Regions from separate parts of the Mus musculus genome. Here regions 2 and 3 are each linked to region 1. The links are chromatin contacts, called in public HiChIP or PLAC-seq and Micro-C maps. All regions are on one chromosome and are shown on one strand. Each heading gives the region's core, a stretch centred on a gene start, on an enhancer-like site or on the middle of the called end of the contact. The rest is flanking DNA. Distances are from core to core; before and after follow the strand shown. Region 1 holds the start of Ckb (creatine kinase, brain). Region 2 holds the start of Cep170b (centrosomal protein 170B). Region 3 holds the start of Akt1 (thymoma viral proto-oncogene 1).

Evidence for each region. A called contact is a pair of places that touch in the nucleus more often than the background predicts. HiChIP or PLAC-seq counts read pairs in DNA pulled down with a chosen protein or histone mark.
Region 2: a contact with region 1 is called in a Micro-C map of embryonic stem cells, with 2.6 times the contacts expected there. The contact joins the promoter of Cep170b here to the promoter of Ckb in region 1.
Region 3: a FOXA1 HiChIP or PLAC-seq map of pancreatic cancer cells shows a contact between it and region 1. The contact joins the promoter of Akt1 here to the promoter of Ckb in region 1. A contact is called at or near these places in 2 of 39 promoter capture datasets (liver and pre-B cells), 1 of 484 Hi-C or Micro-C datasets (uterus), 4 of 115 datasets of contacts at active chromatin or transcription factors (astrocytes, extraembryonic endoderm stem cells, pancreatic cancer cells and 1 more) and 1 of 9 other capture datasets (macrophages).

Annotation. Positions count from the first base shown.
Region 1 is chr12:111,670,056-111,674,449 of GRCm38.p6, forward strand. It overlaps Ckb (creatine kinase, brain), which reads right to left and starts at 2,283. Exons shown (of 8, transcript NM_021273.4): 1 at 2,175-2,283; 2 at 1,711-1,918; 3 at 1,370-1,524; 4 at 1,160-1,292; 5 at 818-989; 6 at 107-230. The coding sequence starts at 1,903.
Region 2 is chr12:112,719,512-112,723,905 of GRCm38.p6, forward strand. Cep170b (centrosomal protein 170B) reads left to right here and starts at 2,663. Exons shown (of 19, transcript NM_001024602.3): 1 at 2,663-2,871. Gm46382 (proline-rich extensin-like protein EPR1) reads right to left here and starts at 2,655. Exons shown (of 2, transcript XM_017315329.2): 1 at 2,050-2,655.
Region 3 is chr12:112,672,155-112,676,548 of GRCm38.p6, forward strand. Akt1 (thymoma viral proto-oncogene 1) reads right to left here and starts at 2,122. Exons shown (of 14, transcript NM_009652.3): 1 at 1,846-2,122. Gm30150 (a long non-coding RNA gene) reads left to right here and starts at 2,322. Exons shown (of 3, transcript XR_381988.3): 1 at 2,322-2,543; 2 at 2,865-3,398; 3 at 3,537-3,816.

The sequences.
Region 1 (4,394 bases), core at 1,033-3,532:
CGGAAGCCCTACGGACCCTGGGAGATGTGGGCTCTGATCTGCCCCTGATCCCTCCCCAGCACCAACGCCCCTAGTGAGGAAGCCCTGGGGAATGCCCAGGCCTGACCTGAGTGAGGCCGGTGCAGAATCGGGTGAACACTTCCTTCATGTTGCCCCCCTTCTGCATGGAGATGACTCGCAGGTGGTCCTCCTCGTTAATCCACACCAGGAAAGTCTTATTGTCATTGTGCCTAGAAGAGGGGTAAAGTCAGGCTGGAGTCCCTGCCAGAATGTGGCCTTAGATCACACCCAAGAAAGACACTATAGGTGGGTGACCTCAAACAAAATGCTTCCTCAACAAAGTGCTGGAATGTGAGCTGTCACCAAGACGCCAATCCCAGCAACAGTGGAGGAAGGCAGCTCATATACATCTCAATCACCAGTCATGTGCTGTGTGGCCCGCAAGGGTCTGGAGCCTCCAGAGCATCCCACCAGAGGAAGCACGCCTCCGCCCGCTCAGTCTGCAGGGGTAGGAGCCCTGCCCGGACGGGTGCGGAGGCTTTTGCGTCATTGGCACCTGGCACGATCCCGGCGGAATAAGGGGGTGAGAAGGTGGAGAGAAAACAAGAAGCGCCGGCTCCCAGGAGGAGGGCGGAGAACAGACGCCAAAGAGACTGGTCACCACCCTTGAGTCCCTGGAGACTGCGGCCTCCCGCAGCGCAAGGACCACAGTCATCCGCAGAACCAAGGTCACCTGGGCGGAGGGAGGCACTGCACAAACTAGGAATTCAGGGCAGGCCCCACCTTCTAGGGACTGGGGGGGGGGGGGGGCTCGTACCATATGCCACGAGCATCCGGCCAGTCCCGGGCCATGCCGGAGGCCAGCAGCAGAGGCGACACAGGCTTATCGAAGAGGAAGTGGTCGTCAATGAGCTGCTGCTGCTCCGCCTCAGTCATGCTCTTGAGCGCGTAGTACCTGCCAGACAGGTCGCCATCTAGGCTGGACAGAGCTGCGGAGTGCAGAGTTCAAGGACAGGGTGGGCGGGCGAGCAAGCCCGCCGCCCCGCCTGCAGCAGTGTGTCCCCGCGGGCGAAGGTGGGTCTTCGACCCTCAGTCCCCAGTGGGAACGCGCGCGCAGAGAAGAGCGCAGCAGCTCTGGAGGCTGTTACCCGACCCCTACCTTCTACTGCCAGCTTCTCGATGGCGCGGCGCTCCCCGCGGCTGCAGTGCGGGGGGAGACAGAAGCCGCGGATGCTGCGGCCTGTGCGCACTCGCGAGCTCAGCACGTAGTTGGGGTCCAGGTCATCGCCACCCTGGGAATACAAGGTGGTGGCTAGAGTGAGCGCCGAGACCCCTCTCCCCAGCACGCCCGGACCCTGATTCCCCGCACCTGCAGGTTGTCTGGGTTGAGGTCGGTCTTGTGCTCATCACTGGGCTGGTAGCCGCCGTGCCGCTCCTCAATAATGGGGTCGAAGAGGTCCTTGAATACGTCGTAACTCTCCTCGTCGCCCGCCACTGCACCCACAGTCATGATGTACGGGTGGCCTGGAGGAGGGGCGCGGCGACAGTGACGTCACCGTCAGGCAGGAGCAAGCCGAGGCTCTTAAGGCTAAGCGCGGAGAGGGGAACAGGGGACCCCAGCCCACCGAAGGTTCAGGGAAGAGCAGTGGGATCCTTGCCCGGGGGGCTTCTTGGGGAGGCGGAAGCCTGACGCTACAGGGGTGTGCATACCCGGATTGTCTACGCCAGTCTGAATGGCGTCGTCCAAAGTAAAGCCGCTCGGCGTGCACTTGGCACGGAGCTCGGCGTACAGCTCCGGGGTCAGCACCTTGGCCATATGGTTGTTGTGGCTGCTCAGATCAGGGAACTCATCCTCGGCCGGGAAGCGCAGCTTCTGCGTATTATGGCTGTTGGAGAAGGGCATGGCGGCGGCAGCGGGCTGCAGGGAAGAGCGGGGTCAGAGGAGATTTAAACACCGGCCGCCAGGGACCTGCAAACCACTTGGGACCCCCGAGACTTTCCCTGGACGCCACCAAGGTCAGCGAGGTCTGCATCGTCAGAGTCCAGCGCATCCCAAGTTCCCGGGCGGGTCCGATGAGCGCTCCCGGCAGCGAGGCTGCGCGTGATGCCCCGGTCCCGCACCCCACAGCGTAGAGCCCCGCAGGACTATACCCCTGGCCCTTGGACCCGCTCACCGGGATGCCGGACGAAGCAGGGGCGATGGATGCCTGTGCTTGCAGCTCCTGGCGCAGCGCAGAAGAACGACGGCTGCTCGCTGCTCCCTGAGCTCTTAAGGGGCGCGTCGCCGGCCTCCCATTGGCGGCTATTTATAGCCCATTCATTCCATTGGTCCGCGCTTTGGGGTGGTGCCGCCGCTTTGTCCGAGGCAGCAGCCCTTGACACCCCCAGCGGCCCACCCTAGCGGTCCCCAAGTCTCGACCCCGCTGCGCAGTTTGGCCACCCCGGTGGTGCTCGCACAGGATCCCTAAGACGAAACCCCAGAGCCATAGATATCCTAGACCTGCTTCACACACACTGCCGGGGGCAGGAAACTGAGTCTGGGAAGCCAGATGGCACTTGAGGCTCCTGCCTTCCCTGTCTCCTCAGGCCGACTGCGTTGTAGAGAGGGTCATGGTGAGAGTCCAGGTTTTTAACATTGGGTACAGCATCCAAACACCGCATCCAGGCCATATCCTCAAGAGCCACAGAGCCGCCGACCTTCCTCAAGGTGCCTGCGGGCATCTCCTGGGTGTTCTTGGTGCAACACCAGAGGCGCAGTCTGGCTGAGGTCCCGCCCGGAAGCACCCAGGGTGTTCTGACCTTGGGCGGGCTCTAAGGAACACCGCCAAGACCCTTGGACCCAGACCCTGAAAGATTCAAGACATTTAGTTCCTAGAGACTGTTTTTGAATCTCCAAATTCTCATCTCCTGTCCCTTTTCTCGGGGGACCGGTTTCTACCACCGCACCCACAAAGAACTCCCCAACACCGGCAGGCAAACTGGGGGTGGAGGAAGCACCAGTCAAAATTAAGCTCATTAATCAGATCCAACACATTGAAACAGTCTCTCTCCCCGTGCCACCCCCCCCCACACACACACACAGGGGAAACCTGGAATTTGACCACAGCCAGTGCCAGGTGTGAATTGGAATGTGTGAAGATAGGCGTTCGCACCTTGCCTGCTGCAGCTGCCAGCAGCTTCATCTTTTTCTGGAAAGTAATTTGGCAGTATTTGTTAAAAAATTTTTAAATTGCTCTATGACCTAGCATTCCCACTTCTAGGAATGCAGCCTACAGAAAGACGGTGTCCCTTCTCTACAAACAGATCAGGAAACGTGTAGAGGGAGAAAGTTTGGATTCGATCTGATGCTCATTAGGGAATGGTCGTGGGTAGAAAAGTGTGGTAGATGGTGCAGTTGATACAAATAGAGAGGTGAGGTCCTGCGTGGCGGCACACCCTTTCTTTTTTTCTTTTTCTTTTTTGGTTTGTTTGTTTGTTTAAGACAGGGTTTCTCTGTGTAGCCCTGGCTGTCCTGGAACTCACTCTGTAGACCAGGCTGGCCTCGAACTCAGAAATTCGCCTGCCTCTGCCTCACAAGTGCTGGGATTAAAGGCATGGGCCACCACGTCCAGCTGCAGCACACCCTTTCAATCCAAGCACGAGGAAGGCAGAGACAAGCAGATCTCTGTGAGATCCCTCAGGCAGATCCTTCCTCTAAAAAGAGAGTCCAGAACAGCCCTGTCTCAAAAAAAAATCAGTATCTGTGCTTTCATATTTAATGTTCACTCACAGCCACTCACTCACTCCTGGGCTAATAAAGCAAGAACAAGAGAAGCCTTCATCCTTGCATGTTTGACAGAATATCTTCAGTCATTTGTCTTTGACAGTTTCTCTCTCTAGCCTTGGAACTCACTTTGTAGACCAAGCAGGTCTCAGAGCTCTGCCTGCCTCTGTTTATCCACTTGTGGACTTAAAGGCATGCTCCATCCTGCTCTGAGGGATTGCAGTCCAAAGCCTAGCTTCAGAGAACTAATGGCACACTTACGCCCCAGAGGAAAAGAAGCTGAAGATGGCTTTGAGGGAGACTGCTCCCCCTGAGCCTCCAGCCACACATGAGGTGCTAGATGCAAGGAACGTGCAACAAAAAGTGCACAGGAGGCACAGGGACCCTGCCTTTCTGTGGAGGCAGGCTGCCTGGAGGAGCGAACTGTGTGAGGTATGACAGGAATTCCAGGCTGAGATAGAATGTGCAGGTGCCTGGGGAGAAGACTGGAGTGAAGAACTCGGGGCAGAAAGACTGCCTGCCTGCCTCTGCCTGGGTAGAGTTGAAAAGTCACCTCTGTTCTGTCCCCAGGGCTACTACAGAGACTCCTCCTGTTTTTCACTCACCTTGGCCAGCTTTAACCTATTGTGTT
Region 2 (4,394 bases), core at 1,413-3,912, 1.0 Mb after region 1:
TGTGTGTGTGAGTGTGTGTGTGTGTGAGTGTGTGTGTGTGTGAGTGTGTGTGTGTGTACCTGTTCATGCCTGAACTTCCAGTTCTTTTAGGTGACTACCCAGGAGAGGGATTGCAGGAGCACATGCGAATTTCAAATTTTCTGTCATTTCTGTAGTAACGGAGCCATCTTACACACAAAGGCCCCCACTTCTCCACCCCTTCCTCTGTAATTGCTCTGCTGTGTGGCAGCCATCTTGAGAGGTGTGAGGTGGTCTCTGACTTACACTTCCAGAGTGATCAGCGGTGGTGTCCATTTTCTTCATGTGCTTCTTGGCCGTGTGTGTTTGTTTTAGACATGTCTACTATGGTGGTTTGAACAGATTCATGTATTTGAATGCTTGGCCATAGGGAGTGTGGCAGAACTGTGTGGAGCTGGCTTGGAGGTTTTATAAGCTCAAGTCTAGCCAGTGTGACAATCTCCTTCTGCTGCCTGTGGATCAAGACCTAAGAACTCTCAGCTCCTTCTCCTGCACCACGGCTGCCTACATGCTGCCACGGTTCCTGCCATGACAATACAGGACTAAACCCCTGAAGCTGTAAGCCAGCCCCAGTGAAATGCTGTCCTTTGTAAGCGTGGCTGTGGTCGTGATATCTCTTCACACCAATAGAAACCAAGCTAAGACATCAAAAGTCTTTCAAGCCTGCGGTTATGTTTAGCAGGTTACTTGGTGGAAATGGTAGGTCCGCACTGGTGGGGGTTCCTTACTTGGTCTGTGTGTTCTTAGTTTGAACTAAAGGAAGCCTCTCTGCTCAGTGGCCTTAAGTGTCACCCTTACTCGATGAAGACTGAAGCTACTACTAGATCTGCTTTCTGATCCCAATGCTACTGCTCAAGTCACTCAAGCGAGCTTGACCCCTCCTCCCCTTCCAGGAAGCAGCAGCCCACTCCAACCCTGCCCTCATGTCTAAGGATACCGACCCCATGACAGTGCACAGCTGGCAGGGGCCTCAGTCAGAACCCAGGACACCATTCCTTCATCTCCCGTCCTTCACCTTGGAAGGAGCCACAACCCAGGTAAAAGTCTCAAATAGAAAAAAAAAATAATAACGTTTATAAGCATCCATTACTAAGGAGTGAGCAAGGGGTAGCTAAGCTAAGACAGCGAAGCCGCTGGGGAAAGGGCTGTTTACAGAGCCAAGAGAATGGGAGAGCCCGGCTCGGGAGTTGGGACTCAGAAACAGGACAGTCTCAGTCTACTAGGAAGAAACTGCAAAATCCCCATACAGCTCCCGGAAGCTGAGACCGGGGCTAACAACCCTGGCAAGGACAAATGGGCTAGGAAGACAGGAACGTACCCAGCCCTCCTCTTTCCAGTACCTGACAAGTCTCCTCTGCCTCCATCTCTTCCAGTTCCTGGCCTCTCCCTGGAGTCCTGGCCTCCCCCTCAAAGTACTCCCGTTTGCCCACAAAGACATCTAGAGCTCTCTCCAAGGCCTTCATCTCATCAGGTCTCAGCTGGCACAAACTTCCTGAGCCCCACTGTCCTTGGGATGACATCCAAAATTGGTCACGAGGCTACAGGTTCCTCCTCTGTCCATACCGCAAGCCAGGCTCCCCCATTTGGGCCTGTACTATAAGCTCGCACAGCCAGGCCCAACAACCTAGCACATTCTCATGCAGTTTTTCCTATCTGTCTCCTCTTGGCGGGCTTGCCTCTACTCTCGAGTTGTGTAGAACCCCTTCCACCTCCTTCTACAGGGCAGGGATGGGCAACTGTGCCCGCTGGCTTTGGAGCCTGGGCGGGGTGGATTGGGTTCACGAAGCTCCTGTACCAGCAGGATAAAGCGCACATTCCTAGGCCTGGAGTTCTGCTCTGCATTCCACTTCCGCCAAGGCCCTCACTAGTACCCTTCAACGGGAATGCAGGAATGCACTCTGAACAGTACTTTCTCCACCACTCTGCAAAGCCGCTCCGCCCCACGCTAATCCTTTCCCCCTTGGCACTAGAGGGACACCTGATACCTCCATTGTTGCACCAGGCACCAGCCAGCGGCCGGTGAGAACTTACCTCAGGAACTGGGAGAGCCTCCGGAGTTCCCCGCCCCTCCCCGTCCAGCCCACTGTGACATCCAGGTACGTTGGTGTCTTTGCCCACCATCCTGTCCCGAGCCCGTGGCCTATCCTGCAACGTCGAGGGCGCAGGAGGAAGAGACCCAGCTGGACGCACAGGCCTCTGGGATCCATCCTACTTCCTTCGCCCTGCACCCCTCCACTGGGCTGAAAGGCCAAAGGTTGGGGCTGGGAGAGCGGCTGGAGCTCGGGCTTCTGGAATGTGGTTAAATGTTAACTATTCGGCTCTGGGACAGGACGCTGGGCAGCCGTACGCCCTTTCTCGCAACCCTGGGATAGCCAGCGCCAGAGAGAAGGGGGTCTGAATGCACAGGGTGGCGGAGATGCGCCGCCCCAGGCTGGGCCGGGGACAAAGGTGATCGCCCGTTCCTGGTTGCCCGATCCGGTGCGCCGGGACGGGTGGACGGAACGGGAGGGGCCGCGCGTAACCTCTGGGGCGGCGCTGCGGAGTCCAGCTCACCTGCTGAGGCTGGCCCGCCCTAACCTGGTTTCCGGGGGGCGGGGCGTCGCGGGGCGGGGCATCACGGGGGCGGGGCGCGCCGGGGCGGAGCGTGTCGCGGCAGACGTCAGGGGACCCGCCGCGCGAGGCCGCGGTCCGGCGCTCTGCCCGTGGGCTCGGCCGGGGCTGCCGCCAGCGTGCGGGCCGCGCCGGGCATGTCCTAGGCGGCGGCCCCGCCCAGCGCTCGGCCGGGCGGGCAGAGGGCCGGGCTGGGCCGGGCAGCGTCCGGGCGGGCGAGCCGCGGGCCTGGCGGGAGCACAGGTAGGACGCAGGAGGGGCCGCGCCAGCCCTGCGCCCACGGCGGCAGGGCCTCCAGCAGGGCACCTGCGTGCCTCCAGGCCACACCGGGGCGGGCGGGGCTGGACAAAAGCGGCGGTGAGGAAGGGGCTGGGCGAGGGCCCGGCACACCTGGCCCGGCCAGCGCTTGCCGATGCTGCCCATGTCTGCGCGCGCCCGGGAGGGGCCTCCTGGCACCGGCGACAAGGCCTGGCCCCGCGCATGTCTACGCGGCCTGCCGAGCTGGTAGACCTGGGCGCCCGGTCCCCGCCCGGGCAGGGCCAGCGCTGATTCAGGATACAACGCCGCTCCCTCCCCCTCTGGGCCTGGCGCGCCTGCCCGCCTCCCGGCCTCCTCCCGGGTGCCCGGTCCCCCCTCCTTCTGCGGTCCCTCCCTCCGTCTTCCTTCTCTTCTCTCCTTTCCCTTTAGCCGCCACCGTCTCCCTGCTTTCTCTGCCTCTGGGCTGTCCGCGGCCAGGAGGGGACCTCCTCCTGTCTGCTCCTTTCAGCCACGGGGCTGCTCCCTGCCTCCCACTGTCTCTCAGCATCTGCATCGCCACCTCCTCCTTCACCTTCGGGTGGTGGCTCTTCTGCTTGGCGCGGCTGAGGGGACAAGTTTGGGGTGTTTATTATTCTCCCTCCTAGCAACGATGGCCGGGCTAAGCCTAGCCCCAAACCTCCTACAGCAAGCCCTGGCTCAGAAGCCTTTCCAAGTTGGACTGGCGGTGGCAGTGGTCACCCCATGACCAGGCTCTGGGGGTTGGCCTCCCTCTCCTCTAAGGGTGTCCCCGTGCCTGCTGTCCACAGTGAGATGATGGCAGGCAGGTGATGTCAGAGTAGGAGACATCCAGGCTGGGTGGGGCTGGGAGGCTCAGTGACGCCCTGGGTCTGGGGCCTGGGGGGGGGGGGGGCTCCCTCCACAGCCCTGACACCTTTGCCAGTAGGATTGGGTCTTTCTGAGAGTTGGGGCTATGGATACCCAGTGAGGTCCTAGAGGCTGCAAGGGCATTGAAATCTTGCCCCTTTAGCCCTTGCCTCTCAAGCTGGGCCCTAAGGAAAGGGGACCTCAGAGCAGGGTATGGGTATGTTCCTGACCACCTGGAGCTGTTTTCTGGGGAGGCAGGTTTCTTTTCTCCATCTTCCTCCTGCTTCCTGAAGGAGTGCTGTGGGCCTTCACAGATGGACAGAGCCCTGTGTTCTTGCCTGCTGCTTACCCCGAAGGGACCCGAGACCTGGGTGAGCAGCCCAGTGTTGACGTCTCTGGGCATGGCTCCTGGGAAATGCAGGACAGGGTTTGGTCCCTCAGATCACTAGTGTGACCTCTCCAGTGTGTGTGTGTTGTGTGAGTTGACACTTCCAGAGAGATGACTTGTGTGGTCGATCCTGCTTCCACCTGACCAGCCCTGTGGGGGCCCGGAGTCTTTCCGTATTCTCTGCCCCTCATCCAGCTTCCAACTTCTGCACGCTGTGGTCCTGCCTTCACCTCTGCCTCCTCTGCCCCACACTGCT
Region 3 (4,394 bases), core at 872-3,371, 1.0 Mb after region 1:
CTGGAGAGCACAAGTAGAACAGGCACGGTATGAAGCTGAGCCCAAAGTCCTTCAGGACAACACTAAAAACTCCTCAGGCAGAACCCCAGACCCCTTGGGAACACAGCACCCTGCCTGTGAAGCTGTCCCCTTCACTTGGTGAGTACACACTAGGCACATATGGTTCTGTCGAGCCTTCACCCTACGCCTGAGACAGAGAGACTCTGAGACAGCCTGCTGGGAACACCCAAAGCAGTGGTTACGACCCACAATTACAGTATCCGGGAGCCCACAAACAGGGCAGGTAACACACAAGGGTCCTGCAGCGGCCAACTAGCTAGCCTGTGCAAAGCAAAGGGTGCCAGCTCACCTCGCAAAGATCCCCCCGCCCCCCAATTGCTTCTCTTCCAGAGGGACACCTAGGTATCCTTCAAATATCCCCAAGTCTGGACATTCTGGGAAAGTGCACCTGAACAGCCCTTGACCAGCAAGCCTGTGTTGTCCCTCCACCTGGAGTTCATGTGGACAATCCCCAGGAAAAGACTGGAAGGCCGCCGTGGAATAGATCCCAACTAGGGTCTACTACAGCTGACTGGCAACCCCCTATGTCATCTCTCTAGCCCAGAAGACACAAGCTGGCACCCAGAGTCTCTGTCACTTTGCCTTGTATGAAGCTAAATGTGGAACAAAAGGGAGGCCGGCTGCTATGTGTCAAATGCCAAATGCCAAAGTAGGAAAGACCACACCTGGCCCAAGAAGGAAAGAGCCCTTCCCTCAGCAAGCAGGTGGCGACTAAAAGCCAGAACGAAAAAGATAAGCCAAGAAGAAATCCCAGCTCAGTGACTGTCAGAGTGGGTGTGGCCTGGAGGCAGAGGGCTGTACTGCAAGATCTCTCTCGGTGGATGTCCCCTACCCCCACCCAGCCCCAAGGTCTGCTGATGACAGTCAGCTGTCCAGAGCCGTGTAAAAATAAATTCATACACACGGAGTGAAGAAACACAGCCATGTTAACGCCAATGTCCACATCAAGCCGACTTAAGCATGGGACACTCTTCCCACCATGCCATGCCGTAAGGGCATATGGTTGCTATTGTTAAGTCTTAAGAGTTCAGCCCCTCTGGGACACTGGCCCGTGAGCCACACGCCCAGCTGGGGCCCCACCAAGGCGACTCGCCCTTCACTTTAGTGATGGCTCTAGGCAGTCAAGGCTAGCCACCTGGAGCAAGACCAGGGGCCTGGGGGAAGGAGGAGTTTGGCCACACAGCAGAGGCCCAAGGTTCCACCACCGCCCAACTTAGAAACCAGTCCTCTTTAGACAATTCCATCAGCTCAGCCAGTATCCCGGATCCGGGAGACCGAGTCCACGCCGTCCTCAAGGCCCCCCCCCCCCCCGGCACCTCCAGAAACCACCTAGTCCAGGAAGCAGCTTCCGGGCCCAGGAGGGTTAGCAGTCCTTTGTGGGCTAGCCTGGGCACTGTGCCACCGCGCACAACTTTCTGTCCGTGGGAAATGAGTTCTCCTTCCCAGGGCCCTCCCACCGCACGCAGGCCGCGGGGCGAGCCTTTCTCCTACCCTCGCTGGCCGAGTGCCCGGGCAGCCCCAGGCCCCAGGGCGCACCGGCCCCCACTGCGCACACCAACAGCGCCCCTCTCCCGCGACCTGGCCCCGTGGAGCGGCCACCCAAGGTCACGCAGCGGCCGCCCGCACCCTCGCCGGCGTGGGCCTCCTGCGCGACCAGCCCGGCCCCGCGCGCTCCCCGCCCAGGCCTCCGCTCGGCCACTTCCTGCTCCTACTCCGAGGCGCGGCGCGGCCGGGAACAAAGCGGGGTGGCCGCGGCCCGGAACAGGGCGCGGCGCGGGCACTCACCGGGCCGCCGCGTGCGGGCGACTGGGCCTAGCCGGGCCGCGGCCTCGGGCGCCCGCCGCTCCGCATCCCGCGGGCGGGCGCTGGGCGGGGCCGGCTGAAGGCAGCGGCGTCCGGGCGCGCGCTGCTGGCCGGATCTGGGCCGCCGCGGTGCCGGCCACAGGACGCTGCTCGGTCCGCTCCGCTGGTCCCGGACTCGCGTGCGCTGCCGCGCTGGGCCGGCCGCCCGCCGACTCGGTGCTGCCGCCGCCGCCGCCGGCCCGCCTTCTCCCCGCCCCGCGCCCGCGCCGCCCGCCCACATCCGCCTCCGCCGCCCCGGGCGCCCCCGGCGCGGCCCGCGGCCAGGGCGAGGCACCCCGTGAGCGCGAGCGCGGCCCCGCAGGCGCCGCCCTCGGGTGGCCCCGAGCCAGGGCCACGCGGGTAACGGAGCCCCGCCGCAGATCCAGAGCTCCAGCTCTGGTCTGGGTTTCCCGGTTTGTGGGACCTGGCCCTTCCCTGCCTAGCTCTCCAGACCCCAAGGAGGGAGGCCAGCGTGGGAAGTGAATCAGTTTGACTCTCAAGAGGCCCAACTGTCCCCATCTTGGGAGCCGGGAGAGACCGGTCACCGGTGTCCTAAAGGCCAGCCAACACAAGAAAGAAGGCTATTGAGGGCTCATCCAACCCAGTACTGCCTGCCACAGCAACTGATAAGGACTCCCCAGGTGACAGGGAGGACGGGAGCACACCTGGACACCCAGAGGGGGCAGATTCAGGGGTAGGACTCAGTCAGCCAAGACCTTGCTGTGGACTCAGATGGGTGAGGCTTGGGGGGCGGTTCCTTATGGTGTCCCGGAATTGAAGAGTCAAGGTGGTTCCTGCCTCTTATCCATCCTCAGTCCTTCCCCCTTCGGCCAGCCTCAGCAGTTCCTGCGCAGGGCCCCTCCCTCGTCCCAGAAGCCCGACTTGATAGTAACCCTTTTGTGAATTTACCTTCATGTGTTTGGTATTTTTAACCAGGGGGCATTTTTTGTTTTTCATACAAGGGTCAGAGTTCACCAGGAGTGTAAACAAGAGGGTAGATTTAGTAGTCCACGCTATCGCCCAGGATGGAAATCGGAGCTCCTTCTCGGGCTCCTGGGGCTGACCTGGGAAGCACACCCCACTCCCGGAGAAGAACTCACTCTCCTCTCAGCCACGCCCCATACCCTTCAGACGGGGATGGGGATGGGGGGCTCTGTTCTGTGCCCTATCTGCTGCACAGCTGCCCCAGCTCAGAGAGCCTCCAGGGCGCTAAGTCAGAGGCTCAGCAGCAGTTCTGTTCTGCTCCAGCAGTATCCCTGACCCTGAGAGTGGCCTTCAGAGGCTGAGAGTCACACAAATATCCATCACTCGCCCAGCAAACCTTCACCCCAGGCCCCCAACTCCTCCTCTCCTACTTCCCCCATCCCGTTGCTACACAGTTAGAGCCAGCAGGGCGCCCTCTTGTGGAACACAGCAATTTCTGGCTGTTCTCTAGTGACCCTTCTCACTCGGATGCTCTTCCTGGAAGCCACTGTTGGAGACAGCTCCTACCTGTGGTGAGCCCTGTTTCTATGCAGTAACCAGTCCCGCCTCCCTTCTTTGTGTCTCTATCTTCCCCCGAGTCCGGAGTGGGTTGGGGGATAGGCGACTCCTTCTGGGTCCACACTTTGGCAACACCTCTTTGGGCCTCCTAGACAGAGCCACAAGGTGAGTAAGGTCCGCCTTACTGAGACTTGCCACTGGCCTGCTCTGCAGCCATGCTCTCCAACAAAAACTGGTCCCGGGGGCTGGCGAGATGGCTCAGCGGGTAAGATGACTGCTCTTCCGAAGGTCCTGAGTTCAAATCCCAGCAACCACGTGGTGGCTCACAACCACCCGTAATGAGATCTGACGCCCCCTTCTGGTGCGTCTGAAGACAGCTACAGTACTTATGTATAATAATAAATAAATCTTCAAAAAAAAAAAAACCAAAAACCAAAAACAAACAAACCAACCTGTGGTTCCTGACCCTCTTCCCCCCTCACAGAGGTCTTCCCCCCTCTCTCACAGAGGTCTTCCTCCCTCTCATCCCTGGCAGCTTGGTAGGATGCAGGCACTATCCTGAGCTAAGAGGTCTGGGCATCAGCTACATAGTGAGATATGCTCTTGAGACAGCTCCCAAGTTAGATGGCACCCGAAATCTAGAGAGGTTCTGCCTGTAGCAGCCGGACTGTGGCTCTGTGATAGCCTCTGTCATCTATATGCCAGTAGAGAGGCATCTCGGAGTGGCAGGTGTCAGGGTTCTCAGCACAGATGGTGGACCAGTCTGAGGAATGTCCAGTGACCCTGCAGGTGTGGCTGGTCCTGCAGGCAGCAGTTTCACTGTCTTTGTACCTCACAGGTTCTCTGCCCTAAGACCTATGTAGGGTAAGTGAGAGGCGAGGCTGTGAGGCATTGCCCAACATGGAGGAAGAGGGAAAAGGGGGGCTGGTTGGTGTCAGCGTTCAACATCCAGCCATCATTTTCTCAAGAACCGTTCTGTGGCAGGCTTAGGCACACAAGCGTGGCCTGCT